Regions from separate parts of the Rattus norvegicus genome. Here region 2 is linked to region 1. The links are chromatin contacts, called in public Hi-C maps. All regions are on one chromosome and are shown on one strand. The core of a region is the stretch at or near the end of the contact, and the rest is flanking DNA. Distances in the headings are between cores, read along the strand shown. Region 1 holds the start of Mlkl (mixed lineage kinase domain like pseudokinase). Region 2 holds the start of Wdr59 (WD repeat domain 59).

What was found. Hi-C and Micro-C count contacts between places; a contact is called where the count stands out from the background.
Region 2: a contact with region 1 is called in a Hi-C map of Schwann cells, with 5 times the contacts expected there. The contact joins the promoter of Wdr59 here to the promoter of Mlkl in region 1. A contact is called at or near these places in 4 of 12 Hi-C or Micro-C datasets (the A7r5 cell line, the Rat2 cell line, Schwann cells and 1 more).

Annotation. Positions count from the first base shown.
Region 1 is chr19:56,209,425-56,216,208 of GRCr8, forward strand. It overlaps Mlkl (mixed lineage kinase domain like pseudokinase), which reads right to left and starts at 4,434. Exons shown (of 11, transcript NM_001401077.1): 1 at 4,060-4,434.
Region 2 is chr19:56,390,983-56,398,774 of GRCr8, forward strand. It overlaps Wdr59 (WD repeat domain 59), which reads right to left and starts at 2,153. Exons shown (of 27, transcript XM_063278659.1): 1 at 1,911-2,153. The coding sequence starts at 1,964. It overlaps LOC120098630 (a long non-coding RNA gene), which reads left to right and starts at 1,904. Exons shown (of 2, transcript XR_005497030.1): 1 at 1,904-2,034; 2 at 2,161-2,451.

The DNA of each region.
Region 1 (6,784 bases), core at 3,184-5,683:
CCACAGAGCCCTCATCCTACAGTGTGCAAAGCTTACATAAGGATGACAGAAAAAAAAAGATTCTAAGTTGATGACAACTGATCCTGAAATCTATGTCACCCCTACCCATAGGTTGCAACCTTCCCTCGTCTACTTTTTTCTAATCTTTATTCCTTAGAGTATTTTGCCTGTACGAATGTGTACCATGTGCATGAAGTACCTCTGGTGACCTGAAGAAGGCACCCTTGGATCTTTAGCACGGGATGGTTGCGAGCTGCCATACAGGTGCTGGGAATTAATTGAATCCCAGGTCCTCCGAAAGAGCAGGTGGTGCTCTTAGCTCCTGAGCCATCTCTCAGGCCCCCCTCAGCACCAAAAGCAACTAGAGTCCATAATGAATGACAGTTGCCATAGCAACTCTTTTTTTTTCATGGTATTCCTTTTCCTTTAATTCTTCTTTATGTTTTCAACCTTTCAAATATGAATATGTATATGTAAAGTACAATTAAGAGTATAAGCAAGAATGAAAATTACTTTGATCATTAATGGTAAGCCAAATGCATCTGGAGGCAATGCTATAAGACTCTACACAGAAATTCTACTCTGGGAGTAAGATACAGCTGAGTAGTATGTCCCTTGTCTGACAGGTACAAAGCCCTGGGTTCAATGCACATTACCATTCCTTTCTTTTTTTTTTCTTTCTTTTTTTTTTTTATTAACTTGAGTGTTTCTTATTTACATTTCGAGTGTTATTCCCTTTCCCGGTTTCCAGGCAAACATCCCCCTAATCCCTCCCCCTCCCCTTCCTTATGGGTGTTCCCCTCCCCACCCTCCCCCCATTGCTGCCCTCCCCCCAACAATCACGTTCACTGGGGGTTCAGTTTTAGCAGGACCCAGGGCTTCCCCTTCCACTGGTGCTCTTACTAGGATATTCATTGCTACCTATGGGGTCAGAGTCCAGGGTCAGTCCATGGATAGCCTTTAGGGAGTGGCTTAGTCCCTGGACGCTCTGGCCATAGCAACTCGTCACTTGCAACACATTGAGTGCTGTAGGATCACAGTTCCTCCTCTTCACATGATAGATGAAGGTGTTGTCCGAACGAGTTCAAAGCCGTAGAAACAGACCCGGAAGCACTCTTTTGTTTTTTTGGGGATAGGGTCTCCTTATTGTATCCTTGGCTGTCCTGGAGCTCAATAGGTAGCTCAGGGTGGCCCCCAACTTGCAGAGAGCCTCACAACTTTGCCTCAAAAAATGCTGTAATTAAAGCCACATACCACAATCCTGGCTTCAAAGGCACTTTAATCGTTGTTTTAGGTTCTTTTTTTTTTTTTTTTTCAGAGCTGGGGACCGAACCCAGGGCCTTGCGCTTCCTAGGTAAGCGCTCTACCACTGAGCTAAATCCCCAGCCCCTAATCGTTGTTTTAAAGATCTATCTATCTATCTATCTATCTATCTATCTATCTATCTATCTATTTTTGAGACAGGGTTCTCTGTGTAGTCTTGAACATCCTGGAACTCACTCTGTAGACCATGCTGACCTAAAACTCAAGAGATCTGCCTGCCTCTGCCTCCTGAGTGCTGGGATTAAAGGTATGCACCACTGTTGGGAATTGGTTCTAAAGCTTTGTCTTATTTCGGCTCCCAAAAGCCAAGATTCCAGACATAAGAGCCCTGCCCCAGCTGGCTTCGACTAATAATAAAGAATTGACATACGGCCAATGGCTGGGCAAGGAGACAGGGCGGAACTTTTAGATTGTGCGGGCAAGCGACTGAGGGGAAGAAGAGACTTGCCATGACTCGGAGGAGGGAGAAGGATCCGGTTTAAGAGCTGCAGGAGAGAAAGCATCCCACAATGTGGGTGTAAAGGATATGCAGCCCTACTGAGAGGGGTGGAGGGAGGCACTGACCAGAAGGTTACAGGGCAGCAAAGATAAATTATAGATTTAGAAGGTGTTAAACCAGGAATACCAGAGGGAAGTGTGTGCTAGCCTCGGGGAGGTTTAGAAATGCCTAGCCATGGGGCTGGGGATTTAGCTCAATGGTAGAGCGCTTACCTAGGAAGCGCAAGGCCCTGGGTTCAGTTCCCAGCTCCGAAAAAAAGAACCAAAAAAAAAAAAAAAAAAAGAAATGCCTAGCCATTGAGTTAGTCAAGGCATATTGAAATTAGCTGGTGTGCATATGTGCATGTGTGTGTGTGCGTGCGTGTGTGTGTGTGTGTGTGTGTGTGTGCACACGCGTGCACGTGCATTCATGCATGTTTCATTCTCTAATCCAGAGAGCTCTCAGATGGGGCGTGTGTGCGTCCCACCAAGAGTCAAAGCAGTTTAACTAATTCCCTGCTACACATCACCACTGCCTGGCTAGATTTGCTTATTTTTATTTTATGTGTACAAGTGTTTTGCCTACATGTATATCTCTGTACCACATGCACATAGAGACAGGAGGTCAGATCTTCTGGGAATACAATGGCCATGTACATGCTGGGAATCAAAGCTGTGTCCTCTGGGAGAGTAACCAGTTTTCTTAACTGTTGAGCCATATCCCCAACCCTCAGAATGCTCAAAGCCTTAACAAGCTTCTCAATGGCCCAGTGAAAGATAGGGTAAGAATTATCTTGGAAAAAATTAAAACAACAGAGAAAGAGCTCCCTCAGTAGATGAGCTATCTCAGTAATTAAGAGCACTGACTGCTCTGTCATAGACAGGACCTATGCTGGTCAGCTCACAACTGCCTGTAACGTAAGACTCCAGGGGCTCTGAGCCTTATTCTGCTCTCCATAAGGACGCGTGCGCGTGCGCGCGCGCACACACACACACACACACACACACATGCACACGCGCCCCAAAGAAAGGAATAAATCCATTTACAGATCAGATTACAACATAGAGAAAACAACTCCTTGGAATCCCAGTCTGCCTTTAAAACATGAGTCAAAAAGTGAAACCAAGGGCTGGAGAGATGGCTCAGCGTTTAAGAGCACTGACTGTTCTAAAAAGAAGTCTTGAGTTCAATCTCCAGCAACCACATGGTGGCTCGCAACCATCTGTAATGGGATTTGATGTCCTCTTCTGGTGAGTCCGAGGATAGCAACAGTGTACTCATATACATAAAACAAATTAAACAAATCTTAAAAAAAAAAAAAAAAAAGTGAAACCAAGCATGTGAGTGATTAGTTTTCTTTGTCCATGGGATTCCCAGGCAAGGCATTAGTATCAGGATACTCTTTAAAGGCTGAGCCGTCTTTCTAGCCTGTCATGGTGCTCTTAAACAAAATCAATGGATCTCGGGCCCCAGCGATTCCCAGATGTTGAGCCCAAGCCGTCAAGGCTTGGATGTCTGAGAGCAAAGGAGAAAAATCTGGAAGTAGTACTAAATATATTAATTTACTCTTGCCCCGTTCCCCTCCAATTATAAAAAAATGTCAGAAATATCTGGGCGTAGTGGCACAACTTTAAACCCAGCACTTGGAAAGCAGAGACAAGCATCTCTGCGAATTCAAGTCCAGCTTGGACCATACAGTGAGTTCCAGGCCAGTCAGAGCTACACAGTGAGAGCCTATTTCCATAAACAAATGAATAGTCTAAAAAAAAAAGTCAGAGGCCCTTTAAAAAAATTACATTAGACTACTCATGAAATGGGCCCTAGAAAAGGAAAAGGGAATTCATATTAAGAACTGGAATCATGCTGGATGATGGTGGGGCACACCCTTAGTGTTAGTCCCAGCACTTGGCAGTCAAGAGGCAGGCGGATCTCTGAGTTCACGTTGGGTCTTGTCTACGGAACAAGATCCAAATTCCAGTGTAGACAGAGCCACACAGAGAAACCCTGTCCTGAATCCCTGCCCCCCCCTACCCGAACACACCCTCTCCCACCTCCCATCCCCATAATCATCTGTGCTGGAAACTGATTGTCTTACTGACTTCCCATCTACTCTAAGACTTGGGCACCTCTGGACGGGTCCCACTCTTTGCCTCTCCTCGAATCCCAGTCCTCGATCACCATCTTACTTGGGCAAAAGGTCAGCAGGGATCTCAGCAGCCGCACAGCCCAATAGAGTTAGGGAATCGAAACCAACTCACCCCGAGTTCCAGGAAGTCCTATCTGTGATTCCGTGATTCTCCTGCTTCCTCCTGCTGCGCTATGGCTCCCTGGAGTCTGAGGACTCAGCCCGGTTTTTCCGAGGGGCGCTGGTCTTGGTCTATCCTGCGCTCCGTTCCAGTGTTCCAGTAGGATCAGTCTCCCACTGGCCACTGTGATCTTCTTCCTCGCTGACAATGCACCCCAGACCAGGACAGGTCCCCGGTCTCCTGAGCCCCTTCCCTTGGTGCAGCCTTAATGCTCCCGCATCCCGGAGGAATTCTACACCGGCCACAGTTCTCGTGTAAAGTCAAATTTGGGTTAACACAGCAATGCCCCAGCCGAGCCCTCAAAACCAACAGCTGTTTCTTCTTCCGGAAGTGGCTGCCAGTTTGACACGCCTCCCCCCCCTCGGGGGGGGGGTTTCTACTCCTGCTGGAGGAGTGCCAGCTTCTCACACCCGCTTTCTGGACAGCTCCCAGTTGAAGTCTCCAGTTGTCTCTGGTCCTTCTCCAAATCCATTAAATAGCTACTCTGAGTCCTCCCAGGTCCTCTGCTTGGGGTCTTGGATTTGGGGATTGAGCAAATAAGGTTACAGGAAGCCCTGATAACCACTGTATGGGATAACCTGGAAGTTCAGCAAAATAAAAAAAATAAAAAAGCGAGGCTGAGACAGCTCAGTGAGCCTGCCGACTTGAGTCACCTTCTTCTCCTGAGGTGGAAGTAGAGAACTGAGTTCTCCAAGTTGTCTTCTGACCTCGACATGTGCACAGGCCCTGGCATGCAAACGCACGCACACACCACACCGGTAAATGCATTAAAATGGGGGTGACTCCTAGAAGTGCCAAGGCACTTCCTTTGGCCTCTTTGTGTCGAAAAATCCTGGGGCAGGAGATAGAACCTAGTGGAGGAAGTTCAAGGGAATGTGAGGTTACCCAAGTAGGGCTCAATTCCTTTTTTTTCCCTCTAAGTCATCTCCAAACTTTGTTATTTTTCAAGGTGAGTTTATTATTAAAGTCCGTTATATGCCCAGTTTGCCAGTATAAAAAAATACCGTTCACGAGCCAGGAGGTGGTGCACAATCCCAGCACTCGGGATCTCTGTGAGTTTGAGGCCAGCCTGGTCTACAAAGCCAGGACAGTCAGGGCTACACAGAGAAACTCTATCTCAAAAATAAAAAATAAAATAAAATAAGAAAAAGAAGGAAAGAAATGCTGTTGATTTTCTTGAGCTATATAGCTGGAAAGGATGGGGAGACATTTTACTTTGGGGCGACACAGTTGGGGGCTGCCTGGGGGGTTTAGTTTACCTGTTTTCTCATTTCCTTGCCCTTTCTCATTTGTTGTCTCCCCACAGACATTCACTCACTGTGTAGCCAAGGATGTTCTTGAACCATCAGCCCTCCAGCCTCCCCTCCTGGATCCTGGGATAACAGAAGTGCACCACTACACTCCTTTCCTGTGGTGCTGTGGATTGAATCCAGGGTTCTGTGTTTGTTAGGCACGCTCCCTATCACTAGGCTGTATACCAGCCCCCTCTTGGTTTTGTGACAAGGTCTCTTTAAGTTACCCGAGCAGGTCTTGAACTTTTGTGACCCCCCCCCCCACTTTCTTAGCCTCCCACATGGCTGGGATAATAGATTCAGGCCTCTAGGCCCACTTTGTAACTGTTTGCCACCATCGGTCGTCTTAGGTCTAGAGATTTATGTACATGGTTGTCTTAGTTGGGGTTTTACCGCTGTGAACAGACACCATGACCAAGACAACTCTTTTTTTTTTTTTTGTTCTTTTTTTTTTTTTTTTTCGGAGCTGGGGACCGAACCCAGGGCCTTGCGCTTCCTAGGCAAGCGCTCTACCACTGAGCTAAATCCCCAACCCCCCAAGACAACTCTTATATGGATGACATTTAATTGGGGTTGGCTTACAGGCTCAGAGGTTCAAGGCAGGAACATGGGCACATCCAGGCGGGCATGGTGCAGGAGGAGCTGAGAGTTCTACGTTTTCATCTGAAGGCAGATAGTGACTTCTAGGCAGCTAGGTCTAGGGTGTTATAGCCCACGCCCACTGTGACACACCTACTCCAACAAGGCCACATCTCCTAATGGTGCTACTCCCTGGCCCAAGCATATACAAACCATCACAGTGATGATATATTGTGAAGAGTAGCAAAGGCAGGGGGTGAGGGCAGGGGGAAGCTGATAAAGATGTGACCCCAGGCCCAGCGAGATGGCTCAGAAGGCAAAGGTGCATGCCTCTAAGCAGGAGGACCCGAGTTCACCTGGGACTCACAAAGTAGAAGGGGTGACAAAAGTCCTACAAATCGGGGTTGGGGATTTAGCTCAGTGGTAGAGTACTTGCCTAGGAAGCACAAGGCCCTGGGTTCGGTCCCCAGCTCCAAAAAAAAAAAAAAAAAAAAAAAAAAAAAAAAAAAGAAAAAGAAAAAGAAAAAGAAAAAAAAGTCCTACAAAGTGCTCTCTGACCACACTCTTGCCATTTGCACACACAAATTAACAACAAAGAAAGATGTGATCTCCGTGGAAACTTACTGGATTCATGGGGTAGTCAGCCAGATTCCATGGGGAGAGGTCAGCACTTGGAAGTTCTAGGGCAAAAGGCAGCCTCCACTCTGCCCAAGGCCATTGTTGAAAGAAGTGGGTAGTCGTGTCAACCATAACAGTAGCTGAACTGGGTGCACTGACCTGCTAGAACTGGAAGCATCCGGTATGAA
Region 2 (7,792 bases), core at 903-3,402, 180 kb after region 1:
AAGACTCAATACAGAAAAATGATAAAAATATAGCTCAGCTCAGTCAGTGTAGCATGCATGGAGCCTAAGGCACTGCTCAAAACTGTGTGTGGTGGTGCACACCTATGACCTCAGTGCTCAGGAGGAACAGGCAAGAGGACCAAAAGTTCAAGGTCTCCTTAGCTACACGCCAGGCTCAAAGTTAACCTTGGGTACATGGAATCCTGTCTCAAAAGAGTCCTAGTGGGGTTGGGGATTTAGTCCAAGGGGTAGAGCGCTTGCCTAGCAAGCACAAGGCCCTGGGTTCAGTCCCCAGCTCCGGAAAAAAAGAAAAAAAAAAAAAAAAGAGTCCTAGTGCATGCCTCTAACCCCTAGTCTCGGAAGACAGAGGCAGGAGGATCTCTCTGAGTCTGAGGCCTGCCTGGTCTGCATAATGACTTCCAAGAGAGCCAGAGCTACATATGAGACCCTGTCTCAAAAAAGAAAGTGTGGGGTGCGAAGGGATTACTGGCTGGAGAGACGGCCCTCTTCCAGAGCACACAGGCTAGATTTCCAGCATCCACATGGAGGCTAACCACTGTTTGTATCTCTAGATCCAGGAGATTCTGGCCTCAGCAGTCACTAGACATGCAAATGATTTCCATATAAACAGCCAAAACAACCATACACCTAAAATTTTAAATGGATACCTTCAAGACGACCCACAGTGTAAAGTTGCAAGATAATGGCTGTTGACCTAAGCTTAGGTCCCACAGTAGAAGAGTATAGACTCCCCAGTGTTGTCCTCTGATCCCTACGCACCCACACACATCACTCACTATAATGTTTTATTTTAACTTAAAGAAAGGAAAAAATAATTAAACTATTCAGTCAATACAAACTTCTTTTAATTTTTAGTTTTTTTATTTAGTGTGTGTGTGTGTGTGTGTGTGTGTGTGTGTGTGTGAGTGTGTGACCTCCATACAGTATGTGTGGAGGTCAAAGAACAACTTGTGGAAGCTGGCTCTGTCCTTCTGCCACATGGGTCCTGGGGTGGGACTAAAGCTGACAGGCCAATCGGCCAATAACTGAAACGCTTCAAGAGCTCAATGCTAACATTTTAAAAAAGATATCATTTTCATTTTTTTATTGTTCATTTATTTACTGTGCGTACATGTGCCACAGCCTGTGGACGGAGGAAAGAGGATGATGTATGGGAGCTATTCTTCCTGGCTTGCGGGTTCTGGAGATTGAACTCAGGTTGGCAGCCTAGGCAGCAGTGACCTTGCCAGTCACCTTGTGGGCCCCCAATGTTAACAATTTTTGAAGCTTGCCGTGCGACACACGTCTTAATCATGTGACCTCACGCCAGACCTGTAAGTATAATAATCTCCCTTCTACAGGTAAGAAAACTGATGTGTAAAGCGTGACGTCAGGGATGGGCCACAGGGGTGTCCAATCCAAGCAATACATGTATTTTGTCTCCTTTAGCAATCACTTAGTAGGTTGGAACAGATGCTCTGCAAAACAGTATTTCGCAAATTCAACCCACAAATGGTAGGCGAGATTGGTTCAAGTAACTGAGGTTCAGAGAAGTTCTGCAACTTTCCTGAAGTCACCAAGAGCAGTCGACTACCTCAGGGAGTGGACACCTCCCCCAGCTCATTACCTTGTACAAGGGAAGAATCCCTTCAGCATTTACTATCGGTATTTCGGTGTTCCAAGACCATGAGCACTTGTGAAACCCTAAAGGCCATACATGCCTGCCCTAACTGTCCTGATTAGTAATCAAAGCTTCCCTAGGCTATCCTGGCTCTGACAGCTCCGGGTGAGCACCATGTCCATCTCCCCACCTTGAGCAAAGGGATGGATGAAAAGGCGGGGTGGGGGGTCTTGGGGGTGTAAACCACGGAAAGCGCATGCTCAGACGGCTCCATTTACGCACAGCTCACCTGAGAGTCCCGAAACTCCACCACCACGTTCTCGCTGCTCCAGCGCGCTGCCATCTCACAAGCCCGACCGTGGGGTGCCAGTCGGCGACCCTCCACCCCGACCCCAAGACCCGAGACTCCCTAGGTTAGTAAGCCCCACACAGCCAGCTAATAAATCCGGCCACGCCTCGTTCCCTGCCTTTCACTTGACCGCAACGCATTGGCTACTCCGATGATAGATCCCGCCTCTTCTGTTTTCTCCCCCAACCAGGGACCAGACCTGCCTCCAAAAACAGGAACGCCCCTTCATTTCGTCATCAGTACGAGTCACCCGGGCACCCCACTGCTGACACGCCCCCTGCCGTGAGCTCTGCCGGGAATTGTAGTCAAATGTCAGGTCAGCGTCAGTTACCCAGTAAGAGCCTGAGTTTAGAGAGCAGACGCCGCCGGCGGTCCTGTCTTGCTGGTAGTTGGATGGTATCCCCCGTATTCTACTACATACAGCGTATAAACAGGACCGACATCCGTACCAAAGTAAAATAACTTCTTCTGATACCTCTCATCAAGGCTTTGAAAAATTTGAGTTCACAATTCATTGTTTCATGTTGTACAGCCATGCCTCTTACATATCGAAGCTCCGAGGTTCTCCGCAACACTTGGGGAGAGGGGACGGGGGGGGGGGGGGGCAAGTCCCTAAAGGTAAAACAATTTCATAATCATATTAACACGTTACTTTCATTTTCTCTCACCAGTGTGCTGTACAGTTCTCCCGAGGCTGTGTGGTACATAGGGAATGTACTCAGAGAGGTTGTTTAGACTGAATATTAAACGACTTGCCACTCTTTTTGATAACATCGTTTGGTTTTGGAAACTTATTTTTTTCACTGAAGATGTTAATGATACTTACCATTTAACCATATTTTTTTTTATTCATGGCTTTAATTTCTAATACTGTCAATACCTTTATCCACACAAACAGTTTTTGGAGTCTTAGATAATTTTTGAGGATGAAATAAAAAATATCAGGAAGGTTCAGCATAGTAGGTAACAGTTGGCTTCGCTTCAATCCTATCTTTTGAAATCCCGGGTTACCTGGTTTAGCATCACATTCTCTCCTGAAGTAGAAATGTACTGTCTTATTTAGCTGTTGTAAGGCCCGGCACGTTGTAAAGGCTCAAGTATAAACTATTATTGGTATTCCTCTCTGCAAATCGTTGCATGAGCGGAGAGAAGGTATTGGCTCCTTTGCCCCTGAGATGCTTGTTAGAAAGGTCAGACAAACTTGTCTGTAGGATAGGGTGACTGTCATCTCACTGTCACCTGCCTGGAACAGTCCAGGTTTTACCACTATAACCAGCAAAAAAAAAAAAAAAAAAAAAAAAATCTTGCATCCCAGAAAACACCTCGGTACCAAAAAATGGAACAGGACAGCCTGGGCTACACAGAGAAACCATGTCTTGAAAATGAAACAAAACAAACAAAAACTATTGCAGGCTTAGAGGGAGATGGCTTACTGGATAAGAACATTTGCTTTGAAATCACGGGGAGCAGACTCTCAATGTAAAGAGTGAGTGTGTCCCAGTTGGATTCTTTCTGGATTCATTAATTCAATAATTATTTATTATTTCCAAGCTTCAGACGGGTCCCTGGACTGTTTTGTTGAAATCTGCTTGTTACTGCATATACAGGCTGCTCCATGCATGTTTGCCCTGGGTGAATGAGAGCAGCAGATGGTCCCGCAGACCTTTGTAAGTCAGAGGGGTACTCTGTGCAACCGAAAGTAGTAACCTCCAGACGATTCAAGTACTTTTATGTGACTCTGTTTTAAAAGATTTGTTTTGGCTATTTAATTTTTAAGTGTGTGTGTGTGTGTGTGTGTGTGTGTGTGTGTGTGCGCGCGTGTGTGTAGGAAGGAGGGTATGGGTGGGGGTGGGGGTGGGGATGAGGATGTGCAAATGAGTGCAGTTACCCAAGAAGGCCAAAAGAGGACATCAGATACCCAAGGACTGGAGTTACAGGTACTGGTGATCTGCTTGGTATGAATGCTGGGAATTGAACTCAGGTCCTCTGCAAGAGCAGTATTTGATGAGCCATCTCTCCATCCCTGGGTAATCCTGTACATCTAGGAACATAGAATCATCAGTCATTTTCCTGAATGCTTTCTCTCCTATCCTCCTATCGGTTTTTTCTCACAAATTGAAACTCTTTAAAAAGAACAGTAACAGCCAAGTAGTAGTAGTGCAGCCTTTAATCCTAGGGAGACAGAGGTAGGCAGATCTCTGAGTTTGAGGCCAGCCTGGGCTACAAAGTGAAGTTCTAGGACAGCCTGGGCTATACCAAGAAGCCATGCCTTGAAAAACAAAACAAACGAGCAAAACTATTACAGTCCTAGAGGGAGATGGCTTACTGAATAAGAACATTTGCTTTGAAATCACAAAGAGGGGGCTGGAGAGATGGCTCAGCAGTTAAGAGCACCCGACTGCTCTTCCAGAGGTCCTGAGTTCAATTCCCAGCAACCACATGGTGGCTCACAACCATCTGTAATGAGATCTGATGCCCTCTTCTGGTGTATCTGAAGACAGCGACAGTGTACTTATATATAATAAATGAATAAATAAATCTTAAAAAAAAAGAAAGAAAGAAAGAAAGAAAGAAAGAAAGAAAGAAAGAAAGAAAAATCACAAAGAGCAGAATCTCAGGACTTGTGTAATAAATCTAGGCTCCAGTGTGGACCTGTAACTCCAGATCTAGTTTGGTGGAGACGGGACAAGAGGATCACTGTTTTGCTGGTGTTCATTTTAACTGAGAAAACATGAGCTCAAGGTTCAGAAGAGGGAGGGGGAGAGGGAGAGGGAGGGGAAGGGGAAGAGGAAATAGAAGGAGAGGGAGAGGGAAATAAAAAAAGAGGAGAGAGAGGCCATGCCTCAAAACAACAGGATGAGGAAACCTGCTGCCTTATTCTGCTCTCCCCGTGCACAGGAGCAATTGCACATGAATGAACACAAACACACATGCTCAGATACTCATACAAGTCCACACAAATGTTAAAGAAAAACTTTCTAGAGCTAATTGTAATGTCAAGTTCTAATCAATCCCAGAACTCAGGGTGCGTTATCACAACAGGATCCTGAGGGGGCTGAAGAGATAGGTCATCCATTAAACCATTGGCTGCTCTTCCAGAGATCTGAAGCCCCGCTTGGGGCTTCTCGCAGCAGCTATAAGGGAATCTGATGCCCTCTTCTGGCCCTTGTAAGGACCTGCAGCACACACACACATACACATAAAAATTGTTTAAATCTTAAAAAAAAAAAGAAAAGAAAAGAAAAAACAATTCAATCCTATGGCTTATGACTTTAAATCCTAGCATTTGAGAGGCAGACAGCTGGATCTGTGTGAATTCAAGGACAGCTTGGTCTACCTTGCGAGTTTCCCACCAGCCAGAGCTACATGGTGAAACCCTGTCCCAAAAGCAAACAAATAAATAAAATGATTATTTTTAAGATCACTGGATATCAGGAGTTAGACCAACCTCTGTATCATAGTGAGACCTCCCCCCGAACAGGAAACTATTTTCCCTAAACACCCAGTTCCCTCCGATCTCCAATTCTCTATCACAAAGGACCAAGACTGCTCTGAAGATAAAGACCAGTCCAGCCACAAAAACGAGGATCCACTCCTATGAAGTGAGATTGCAGGCACGTCGCTCCAGGGAAAATACAATCTTCTATGCCTGTTCAGGAAATCAGATCAGAATCAACGAATGTGTTAGTTTTCCTAGCCTGTTGTATTCTTACTGGCCTATTCACTGGAAGCAGTAAACACCGTATAACTCTGCTGAACAAGTGGTTCCATAGGTCAGGTTTGGCTGGTACTTGAGAGCGTGACCGGAAATTACAGCAGGAAAAGGTAGAAAAGAGCTAGTTAGGAAGGTCCTGCTGGTGTATTTAGGTTGGTTTAGGCAATAGCTAGAGGGAAGGATATCTCAAAGCTCTGTCTGTCCAGAGAAGCTCTGTCTGTCCTTAGGTAACTTGGTAATGTGCTGGGTCACCCTTATCGGAGCTTTGTGGCAATGCTTCCCTGACTCTCAGCTCTCTTGCTCCAGTTCTCCCAAGCTTTTCTTTTTAAAAGATGGGGGGTCTCATGTAGGCCAGACTGGCCTGGCACTCACTGTAGCTCAGATGATCTTGATCTGATCCTCCTGCCTCCACCTCTCAAGTGTCAGGATAACAACAGGAAAACCTGGTTTCCACGCCTCCAAATCTTCCTGTCGTGCGCCGCAAGCACAGAAGGTACTTTGGGTTTCGGGTCCTCACTCTCTGTTCTCTCAGCACTTTCTTCCTTTCATGTAAAAAGAATGTAAGGAGACAAAGCATCCGTGCCTTCCCAATTGCTTCCTCGGGCCCTTCTTTAACATCTTCCACCCACGCTGTGTCCCACCCACAAAGTCATGTCATGACTCTGTCATCAAAGAGCGGAGACTCTAAAGTAAAAATCAAAAGTGCTCTGGCTGCTTCTTCATTCCTGTGCACATCGGAGAGTCATGAGTGAGTGTCCTGTCTGAGGCAGAGGCCGAGAAACCTTGGTCCTTGTCACACAGACCTCAATAAACTGAACATGAAATGGGGCTCTTGCTTTCCTGTCTTTCTAGAAGGTCATTTAATTAGCCAAGCCACTTGAAGAGAAGATACATGGCAAACCTAGAAACCTAGGGCCTCAGCTAGCCATATTTAAACACAGTTGTGTTTTTCCTTTTCACTCCTGGAGAGGTGGCTCAGTGGTTAAGAGCACACATTACTCTTGTCCAGGACCCAGACCCACATTTGGTTCCTAACACCCAGGCGAGGTAACAGTGCCTTTGACCTTTTTTTGACACCTGAATCCACAGACAGACAGACCACATACAGGCACACACAACCAGAGACAGACAGACAGACAGACAGACACACACACACACACACACACACACAATAAAAGGTACAAATGTAAAAGTAATTTTTTTTAAAAGAAACATAGGTTGGGGGCTGGAGAGATGGCTCAGTGGTTAAGAGCACTGACTGCTCTTCCAGAGGTCCTGAGTTCAATTCCCAGCAACCACATGGTGGCCCACAACCATCTATAGAGTGATCTGATGTCCTCTTCCGGTGTGTCTGAAGAACAGCAACAGTGTACTCACATGCATAAAATCTTTAAAAAAAGAAAAAGAAACATAGGTTGGTCCCATAACTTAGCTACTATAAATAGAGCCTCAGGAAACACTGATGTGCTGGTTAGTATGTAATGATGGGGTTGACATGGAATCCTTTTGGTAAATATTCAGGAGTGGTACAGCTACAGTAGATCTATTTTTGTTTTTTTGTTTTGTTTTATTGAGGAACCTTGATACTGATTTCCAGACTGGCTGGACTATTACATTCCCATCAGCATGATATAAAACAATCCCCATCTTCTTCTTCTGTTTCCTTCTCTGCAGGATGCACCAATGACTCATTGCTCCCCATCACCACTGCTGAATCCTCTTACACCTAGAAACCTTGAACCCTTGCTCTGAGACCCACTAGTAGTCTTCCTCTCTCTGTCAATCATCGAATATTTGCGGATGTGCTCACACATTCAGCCTTGTGGCTTTGCACACTTGGTTACTTTTTCTCTACTCAAATTTTTTGTCTTTTTGAGCAAAACAGTAAAAACAAAAAGAGCTTTGAAAGGACTCAGAAGGATAGCTTTCAGTGGAAGACATTATCTTTCCCAGCGGAAGTCCTGGGGTCTCCCTCAAAACTGTGGAAAGGCCTCCCATCTTCGACAGAGAAGAGACGTCCTTATCTCCCTTGCTGTTTGAACTAAGGGAGCCCCAGACTGCTCACATACCTATGAGATGTACAAAACAGGCTTTGAGCATAGTTACC